2 separate regions of the Mus musculus genome follow, and region 2 is linked to region 1. A link is a contact called in public Micro-C data. All regions are on one chromosome and are shown on one strand. The core of a region is the stretch at or near the end of the contact, and the rest is flanking DNA. Distances in the headings are between cores, read along the strand shown. Region 1 has its middle 110 kb from the start of Gm52093. Region 2 holds the start of Gpc6 (glypican 6).

The links. Hi-C and Micro-C count contacts between places; a contact is called where the count stands out from the background.
Region 2: a contact with region 1 is called in a Micro-C map of granulosa cells, with 1.8 times the contacts expected there. The contact joins the promoter of Gpc6 here to the enhancer-like site in region 1. A contact is called at or near these places in 2 of 484 Hi-C or Micro-C datasets (embryonic fibroblasts and granulosa cells) and 1 of 115 datasets of contacts at active chromatin or transcription factors (stem cell-derived neural progenitor cells).

The regions. Positions count from the first base shown.
Region 1 is chr14:116,769,455-116,774,270 of GRCm38.p6, forward strand. No RefSeq gene overlaps it. Among named protein-coding and RNA genes, the nearest start is that of Gm52093, 110 kb to the right of the region's middle. Within about 2 kb of position 2,472, at least 1 of the 459 cell types and tissues checked has an H3K27ac peak or open chromatin away from gene starts, as enhancers often do. A contact at or near this core is called in granulosa cells, where this site is marked.
Region 2 is chr14:116,923,481-116,927,962 of GRCm38.p6, forward strand. Gpc6 (glypican 6) reads left to right here and starts at 1,817. Exons shown (of 9, transcript NM_011821.3): 1 at 1,817-2,615. The coding sequence starts at 2,456.

The DNA.
Region 1 (4,816 bases), core at 1,222-3,721:
CTGAGAATCTTCCTACTGCCTGCTCACCCTTCCATGGCTTAAAAATTACCTATATAATCTGTCACACAGCTATCTTCCAAGTCAGACACCATACACTCAGAATGTTAAACACATACAAGCATGCAAACACACAAACATAGATATGTACTGGTTGTGTAGAAAGCAGGGAGTGCTTCATGGAGAAGATCACCGTGTGCAGGATATTTAAAGTGATACTTCATGGAATGCCATTCTCTGGTTGCAGGTGGAGTTCCAAGGGGGGAGGGAAACTAAGAGATGTGTGCAGGTCTATTGATGGGGAGAGAGAAGAGAAGAAGGAAAAGAAGAAAGAATGGGAGGGGAGAGAGGGAAGGTCAACTGGCTAGTTGATTGGTTGGTTGTTTGGTTGATTGGTTGTGTCATTGTTGAAATGAGTGCACTTTCCACACAATGCAGTCTCCGAGAGTAGGGGGCAGTGAATCCAAAGGCTATCTGCAGGCTGGTTTCTTCTTGAGAAGTTAATGTTTCAGGTAACACCCGTTCATTGGCTCCCCATGGCACAATGTAGACACTGTAGACAACAATCAGCTTAACTTTGATTCTACTCATTTAAATTGCTAATCCCTTAAAACAATCTTCACTACAGCATCTAGAATAATGCTTAGTTAAGAATATGAGCACTGAAGCAGCTGAACACTCCGAGCATTCAGACCTTTCTTCCTTCCTTCCTTCCTTTCTTCCTTCCTTCCTTCCTTCCTTCCTTCCTTCCTTCCTTCCTTTCTTTCTTTCTTTCTTTCTTTCTTTCTTTCTTTCTTCTGCAATATACAAAGAAATGGAATTTGGTTCATACAACAAAATGATCAGCCTTCTGTAAGGCTGGCCCTGATCCCCTTGTTAATCATCAATTGAGAGATGAGTAAAGGGACACTACATGTCCTTGCTTCTGTATCTTGATTTGATGGAAAGCTCTTTAAACATAAACACAGGAGGCTTGTAGAATTAAGCCGCAAGCATAAAGTGTCATCCTTTACGACACATACTAGGAGAATCTGCACTTCTCCTAACATTTGTTTCTTAACTATTCGCCATAAAACTTCTTTATTATAGACTCCATAAAGTGTTTGAACCTCCTAAATTCAACTCTTGGAGTAGCCATTAAGTGCCTACAAGGTGCACATTTGTAAAGTTATTAATAGCAATTATGATACTAACTTGAGCCAGCAAGCAGAGGATGGCACACAATGAAATATCACCTTAAATATCCTGTGATCTTCTCATGAAGCATGCTCTCTGCCTTCTACATAGCCAGCAAACATGAAGTCTCATCCCTCGATTTTATTTACTGAAATGCGTTTTCTCCAGTGTGATAGAATACATGGAGATTGTGCACGGCGGAGAATACAAGTGAAACGTGATTTCATTCTCATGGCCATTATCCTAGAATGCACCTCCTGTCAAGTAACCACTGAGCTTTTGATAGGCTTGTGTGGTCAGTAAATTAAGCTAAATCCAGCTTGTGGCCAGTTTTTATATAGCCTGAAAGCAGAATTTTTTAAAACATTCTTAAGGACTGTAAAATAGAGAAAAAAAAAAAAAACTTTGAAGAATATGTCAGAGAGCACTTGTGGCTACAGACCCTAAAATATTTACTAACCAGACATTTATATAACAAGTTATCGAGTTTGCCAGGCACTGGCCAGGGATATCGAGGACAAAATCTATTGCAAGACGTTCAAGGACTTGTGCATTATGAAAGCAAATTGAGAGACTAAACATAACTTGCAATGTCCCTTACCCTGGCACACTGTTCTTTTCCGCCTCTGTCATCTATGCTGAGCTGTCCATCAAGGGGTGGCTCAAGCTCATCGTCTCTACAGAACTCCATCTGGTGAGTCAGTCTCCTAGGAATTCCTTCTTGGGAACACTAGCAGGCAACTGTATTTGCTTCAATCAGGCATAGCCATGCTTCCTTCTGTCCTTCTGTGTTTATCTGCCTCTGTCTCCTTGACATGAGTGTAAGTAAGACTCTCACAGAGTTTTCTTCTAACAAAGTCACACAGATACAAGAGTTGTTAGTCAAGAGTTCCTGGAACCTGAAGGTCACTGATATTTCATAACAAATAGCTGGTGGGTATCCCTAAAGGAGACCTGTTATCGCTAAGGATTGTCAGAACTAAAAATCTTCTAATTCCTCTTTAAACCTCTCAAAACCTAGATGATAATGTATAATTCTACTTTTATGCATGAGATTGATGATGTTTGTCTATATTTTCATAACGTTTCTATGAATTAGGTAGCATACCCACTTTGTGTCAGCATTAATTCACTAGGCACTTATTCGGCTCTTAGTGTGTGCCAAAGAGTGAACACCACAGATAAAGAGCCCTGACATAGTGACAGATATTGGATTTAAACTGCACTGTGGTTTTAACCACTATACAGCATCATGTGGTACATTTTTTTTTTGCAAAGGGAAAAAAAAAGGCATAGCTGTGATGAAAATAGCAATACTTGCCCTTGGAAAATTAGAAGAGAATTGAAGTGTATAGTGTGCAAAGACCACAAGAACCAGGGCAGAAATAGCTCTGGAAGACACGCCTGGAGAAGGGATGGAAATAGACATACAACTCCAGTATTTACAATGAATTATCCTCATAAAGATTAGGGGATTGCCATAGGGTAAACTTCATGAAGACTGGCCTGGTGGTTATAACAAAAATTTCTGTCACTCTACAAGGAAGCCGTTTACGAGTTCTACTTCTTGCAAAGAATACAAATGTCACGGTGTTCTTTCTGACTCCAGACTCAGCACTTACATCCTGGGTCAGATAACAAAAGTAATGATAACAAAAGGGAAAATAGATACACTGGGCTAACTGAAATTTTTTTGCATCAAAGTGTGTATTCAATGGCAAGAGTGAGTAGAAATGGGAGGAAATACTTCTAAGTATTTGAAGTGAAGGCAAATCCTTTACTATGAAAAGAACACATACAACTCAATGACACATTGTGATCCAGTTAACAAATGAACAAGGAATGGGGATATGCATTTCTCTACAGATAATCTATGAATAACAGCAGCCGGAGACTCTTGTGCTCAAAAACATTAATATTTGGTACAATGTGACTCAAAAAAATCACACAAATAGAAACATCTGAACACTATTATGATACTTATATATTATACAAATAGTACTACTAATAATAATATTAAATAATGACTGAGGAATTGGGTCAGTGGCTAGAAATGCTTGCTACTCATACAGAAGACTGGATTAAGTTCCCAGCACCCTCCTGTTAGCTCATACCTTTCTGTATTTACAATTTCTTTGGTTTCAGGTCTCTTCAGCCACTACAAGCACTGCAAGCTCATGGTGCAATTCACATAGATATGGACAACTGCTTTATTGTCATACACATAAAGATAAATAAATTATGATATCTAGTGTTGTCAATTACAACATTTGAATCCTTCAAACATCTCATAGTCTAGCAGTTTCTCAGAAAGATAAAGCAAGAATGCTATAAGACTTAAAGCAGAATTTAAAATAGTTAGTTTACACATACATTCAGAGCAGCATTACATTTCAAAAGTTAGGAGCAATCCACATATCCACTGATCATTGAATAAATAAACAAAATGTAGCAAATGTGTACAATGATTATCAGTCCACTTTAAAAAGGAGAAGTTGATACATGATACAACATGGCTTACCTCTGAACACATTATGGTACATAAAAATTGATCCAAAGAAGGAATACAACTATCTTAAAATTAAACTATGAAGCACATCTGTTTATTGAGATAGAGAATAGAATGGTGAGAACCAACAAGCCCTGAATGAAGAAAACAGAGGGCTGTTTAATAGCCAGAGAATAAATCTTACAATAACACAGAGTTCTGAAGTTTGTTTCTCCAATAAACTCATCATGTGTTGGCAGGGTGTAGGTACCAGAATGCATAGGTGTTCTTTCCTTACATATAATGGTACAGCCTTTAAATCTAACCCGTGCATGTCTACCAGAAAGCATGCATCTGTTCTAGGTTACTTCTAACACCCAATACAACATAATTGCCTTCAGAATCTTCATTGTGTTATTTGAGAAAAAATGAGAATGGAAAGAATCTACACAATTTGATGTAAATGTAAACTACATTCTGGCTTATTTTGGACCCAAAAAGGGTTGAACCCAAAGACATAGTACCAAGAGATATGGAGAATCAGCAATACTGAGTGTAATGGCTATTCCTAGTTGTCAACTTGGCCATATCTGAAATGAAATGAACTATACAGTCCAGAATTGGAAGGCTCACCTGTTATCCAGATCTTGAGGCTGGAAGACACAAATTTCTTAACTGGATCTTGGCATGGAGATCTTGTGGCATAGTGGCTATGAATTCTAGGGGACTAAGGCAAGGAGATCTCTGAGTTCAAAGTCATCTGGTACAAACCAAGTCCCAGATCCATTTGTGGTAGTACAAATCTTTAATCTGGGCCACACCTTCTGCTGGAGACCTACATAGGGCCACTGGAAGAAGGAAGATCTTTCTTTGCCTGCTTGCCTTGTGGGAGTGAGCAACTACTGGATCTTTGGACTTCCATTCACACAGCTTGTGTCCAGCAGTCACAGAGAACTGGGTACACCTAAAAGGGAGGCAGGAAATGAAAACGGGCAGGCAATCAAGAGAAGAATGAAGCCAAGACAAAGACTCTCTGATCAAGCTCAAAGTTTAATTTTCAGCTCTGCATTTATATAGGGGAAACCCAAAGACCCATCCTTTTTGTTTGTTTGTTTGTTTGTTTGTTTGGTTGGTTGGTTGGTTGGTTGGTTGGTT
Region 2 (4,482 bases), core at 567-3,066, 150 kb after region 1:
TTGACCCTTCCAGTAGAATTAAGCTCATCTCTTTATGCTTGCTGAATCTGGTAATATTCTGTGTGTTAGCCTTCTTACAAGTCTACAGTGGCAACAGCTACTGACTTATAGGAGTATGGAGTGCTCGTCAAATATAAGAGGATTAGCCAAACTTCAGGTAATCATCATGACCCACCTCACTCAATGGCCTTTTTGATGCATATGTGTTTGCCAGTGTACACAACCTTTGGTGTGTGCTCAGAATTGCTATCTACCTTCTTGAAAGTGTGTGTGTGTGCGTGTGTGTGTGTGTGTGTGTGTGTGTGTGTGTGTGTGTGTGTGTGTATGTGTTTCCAGAGGCCAGAGGGGTCAGATATCTCTGGAACTGGAATTACAGGAGTTTGTTTGTGAGCCATATTGTTGGGGAGCTGAGAATCAAACTCTTGTCCTCTCAAGAACAACATGTGATCTTAACTGCTGAGCCATCTATCCCTTCAGCCCCCTGACTACCTCCTTGGAGACTGACTGCAAATGGCTTAAAGCTCCTCAACTAGACTAGACTTCTTTCTGTTCCCTGAGCGCTAGCATTTTGTATGAACTTTTGAAGATGCGACAAGCAAGCACTCTATCACTCTATAAGGAGGATGACGGGCTAAAGAGGAGTTCTTGGAAAAGAAGATGTGCTGAACAATTCCGACAGTAACGAAGGTGCCTAGGATAGAGGCAAATGCAAGGATTTAGGCTCCAGGAGTCGCTCTGGTCACCAGTCATCAGGAAACCAGCATCCTGCAGATTTATACTTCAGTACTACAGAACTAGGCCTGACCCTGTACTGACTTCTCAGGAACTGGGAGACCAGTGTCCACAAGGCCTCACTACTGGATAGCATTTCTTTTCTTCTTTTTCTGATTGGTTAGTTTCAGGAGCTGTGGGTTTCAGGGCAGACTTAAGTATATTTGATCTCTGTGCTCATTAGCGTGAAGAAAGGCTCAGGAAGTTGGTTAAACCCGAATTTTCACTTGCATCCCATTTCACAGACTTCTGAGAACTTGGGAGAAAATGTTAAGGTTATAGTGTTTGAGAGAATCTGATGAGAGAAGATTACAACACCTTGTCCCTCCTGGGGTCCTGTTTCTTGCATGGCCAGCAGCCATTGTTTTATCTTCACATGCCCTAAGCCTAGTGATTTAAGAATCCAGTGTTTTGTAGGTGGAACCTCTCTCTCTCTCTCTCTCTCTCTCTCTCTCTCTCTCTCTCTCTCTCTCTCCTTCCCTCTTTGTGTGTATGTGTGTGTGTGTGTGTGTGTGTGAGAGAGAGAGAGAGAGAGAGAGAGAGAGAGCCGACAGGAGAGGAGTAAAGACCTATGGCCCTCTATCTGTTCTTAGGAAAAAACAAAACAAAACAAAACATTAAGATGAGCCGAAAGCAGCTACCACCTAGAGAGGTGGCTTTGGCCCCGTTCCTAGGTTTCTTTTCTGCTCATTTCTTCCCTGGCTTTGTGTTAGGTACACTGGGGCAAGAGCAACAATTGGAAATGCAATATTCTTTATCTCCAGAAAAATATAGCGTGATAACATTTACTCTCCTCAAACACTTTGTCTTTTTTGGTGGTTTGTTTATATCAGGAAAGGGAACATCTCGGAAGTGTGTGGAGGCCATAAAGTGATTGAGAAAATAGGGACCTTTTGCTGGTAATCTTTCCCCTCCTGCCTAGTGGCTCGCGATCCATTCCAGGTTTTGCGGCCGACTCTGCCTCTGAATTTCGGCTGTGCACTGGGTAGCACGTTTCTCCCTCTCTCCCTCCCCTCCTTTCTCCTTCCCTCTTGCCTCCTGTGTCAGTCTCCAGGATTTTCTCTCTTCCCATTTCAAGAAGACTCTCACTGGCTCCCTCAGTCTATGTGAAGCTGAGGTTTCCCCTCGATCCCGTACATCTCCATCACATACCTCCACGCACACACCTCCCCGAGAGCCCCGCGTTCACACCCACAAACACGCGCGCTCACACTCGCGCCGGCCTGTCCATCTCCCTCGGGGTGGGGGGAGCCGGCGCGCGGTCCCACCTTCGTCGCGCACACTGGATAGGCGAGCTCGCAGCGCTCCACGACTCTGCGGCTCGGAACTCGGACCGCAGGGCTGAACACCCCTACTGTGGTGTTTAAAAAAAAAAAAAGACATTTCTTTGCCTTTTCCTCTTTTCTCCTCTTTCTCCAACGATTTTCTACCGGAGTGGCTAGCGGAGCCGGCAGCCTTCCCAAGGCAGCCCTGGTTGGCTTGCCATCCTCCATCTGGCTTATAAAAGTTTGCTGAGTGCAGTCCAGAGGTCTGCGCGGCTCGTCCCCTCGGCTGGCGGAAGGGGGTGACGCTGGGCAGCGGCTAAGGAGCGCGCCGCAGGCTCTGGCGGGCTTTCGGCTCGAGGGGCAAGGTGAAGAGCGCACAGGGAGCTGGGGGCTGCCGAGGTGGACTTGCATGTTGCACCATGCCTTCTTGGATCCGGGCTGTGATTCTTCCTCTCTCCGGGCTGCTGCTGACCCTCCCGGCCGCGGCGGACGTGAAGGCTCGGAGCTGCAGCGAGGTCCGTCAGGCTTACGGTGCCAAGGGATTCAGCCTGGCGGACATCCCCTACCAGGAGATCGCAGGTAAGCGTGGGCCCCGGGCCCGCTGCAGCCCCGAGAGGCGGCGGGGCGCCCTCTCCCTACCCCCTGTTGCTCAGTTGGTGCTCACTTTCTGCGGGTACCTCCCAGGGACCCCGCGTCCCTGCATCCAGGCGGCGGAGGCTGATCCCGTTTTTCGGGCGGGAGGAAGGTGTGCGTGCCCGCCGCCTCATTGTGTGCACACGCGGGAGCACCCTCGTCCCTCGCCCCTCTCTCCCTGCATTTGCTCCCGCGCCCTGCTACCTCCGTGGCTGGCCTAGAGCCTGGCCCGGCCGCTGGAGCAAAGGACGGTGGAGTGAGGACGGCTAGCGGAGGCAGAAAGCGGAGCCGGGCGCCCATAGCATCCCCCTCGCTGGGGCAAACTTGGGAGAACTGCGGCCGCAGTTTGCTCAGCGCCACCGTCTGAGTGGCGCCTTCTCCACTCCCGCCTTCGCGCCGGCGGGGGCGGTGGAGAGACGCGGAGATTCCCCTACTCAAGCTCTCTGCTCTCCAGGTCCTTTCCAGGGACTGGGCGCCCGGCTCCTGGGCTGGGGACGGGCCACTAAGGGGACCCATTGCTCGGGTCTCTAGGATCTGCACGTTGGAGTCCCGAGGCAGTTGGAGGAGGTGTCTTAGTACTCTGTCTGCTTCAGATTTGGGGCGGACTTTCCCATTAGGGTGCCCCAGTGCTTCCCGGACTGCGGTTGGTCACTCGGGCTGAGGAGACAACCGGGCCACCCGGCGTGGCGCCGGGTCCCGAGCATGGCCTCCCGCTCTGGCCGGCTGGTGCACGCGGAGCCAACTTAAGCAAGTGACCCGATGGGGGCGTTCGTCTCCGGGGTCTGCACTTCAGGTTCTCCGGCTCTCCTGGTCACAAGCATTCCTTCCTCCCGAGCTCTCGAGCCCCCACCCTCTGCCGGAGCAGCAACTTGCAGAGCAGCCTGGGTGTGTGTTTTCCAGCTCTTAGCGCCAACCGACTCCTAGCTTCTTTGGGGCTCTGTGAATGAAACGTGTCGGGGACAGATAATCCTTTGGCTGCTAGGGAGCCGAGCTGAAAGAGGCCAAGGGGAGACTAGGGATGCTGTGAGGGCGCGGGCTGCTCAAACCGGGTAGCTGAAGTCGTCCTATGTGACCTCAGATCGCTAGATCTCCACCAGACACTGTTTTTCCAAAGAACTGGTGGACTAAAGGAAAACACTTGCAAATATCGTAAAACATCTTAGTTTTTAATACGTTGTGGAATTAATGCTTTATGACGATCGGCTTCGAAACGCTGGGGTGAGGGTCTTTACTTATATTTCTATCAATTTGGGTATTACTAAAAGGAAAACAAACCACGCTTATGTATCATAAACAGCGTGGTGCTTTATGTAGAAGGAGCCCCCTTCCCCCTTCCGCACCCTCTCCCCAATTCACAGCTAGGCGTTCCGTTCCCTGGATCTAGTAAGCTTGAGAAAGTGTAGTGAATTATAAGAATACTTACTCTTCAGTCTCTGGGATTTCGCCCACCCGACTTGAGCACTCCCTAATTTGTTAATCAATGACTAGAAAGGCAGTGCTCCTGCAACTCCTTAAGTTTCTTAACCACCATTCCCTTTGTCTACTGTTATTTCATTCTTTCTAATTAATTGATAAGGATCAGCTTCACCTTTTTAACTCACCACATCTCAGGAAATTCAACTTTTAAAACGTTTAGAGTTGGGCTCCCTTCTAGGAACTCGTTTTTTTTCTCCTCTAATCTGGCCATTTTAAAACTGCATCTTTTAAACACACATATTTCCCAACATGATTTCAGAAGATAAGATATCTTCAAGAAGAAAACAGCAAAGTATTTTTAAATTGCATCGGTATTCTTTAGTAGATTCTGAGACTC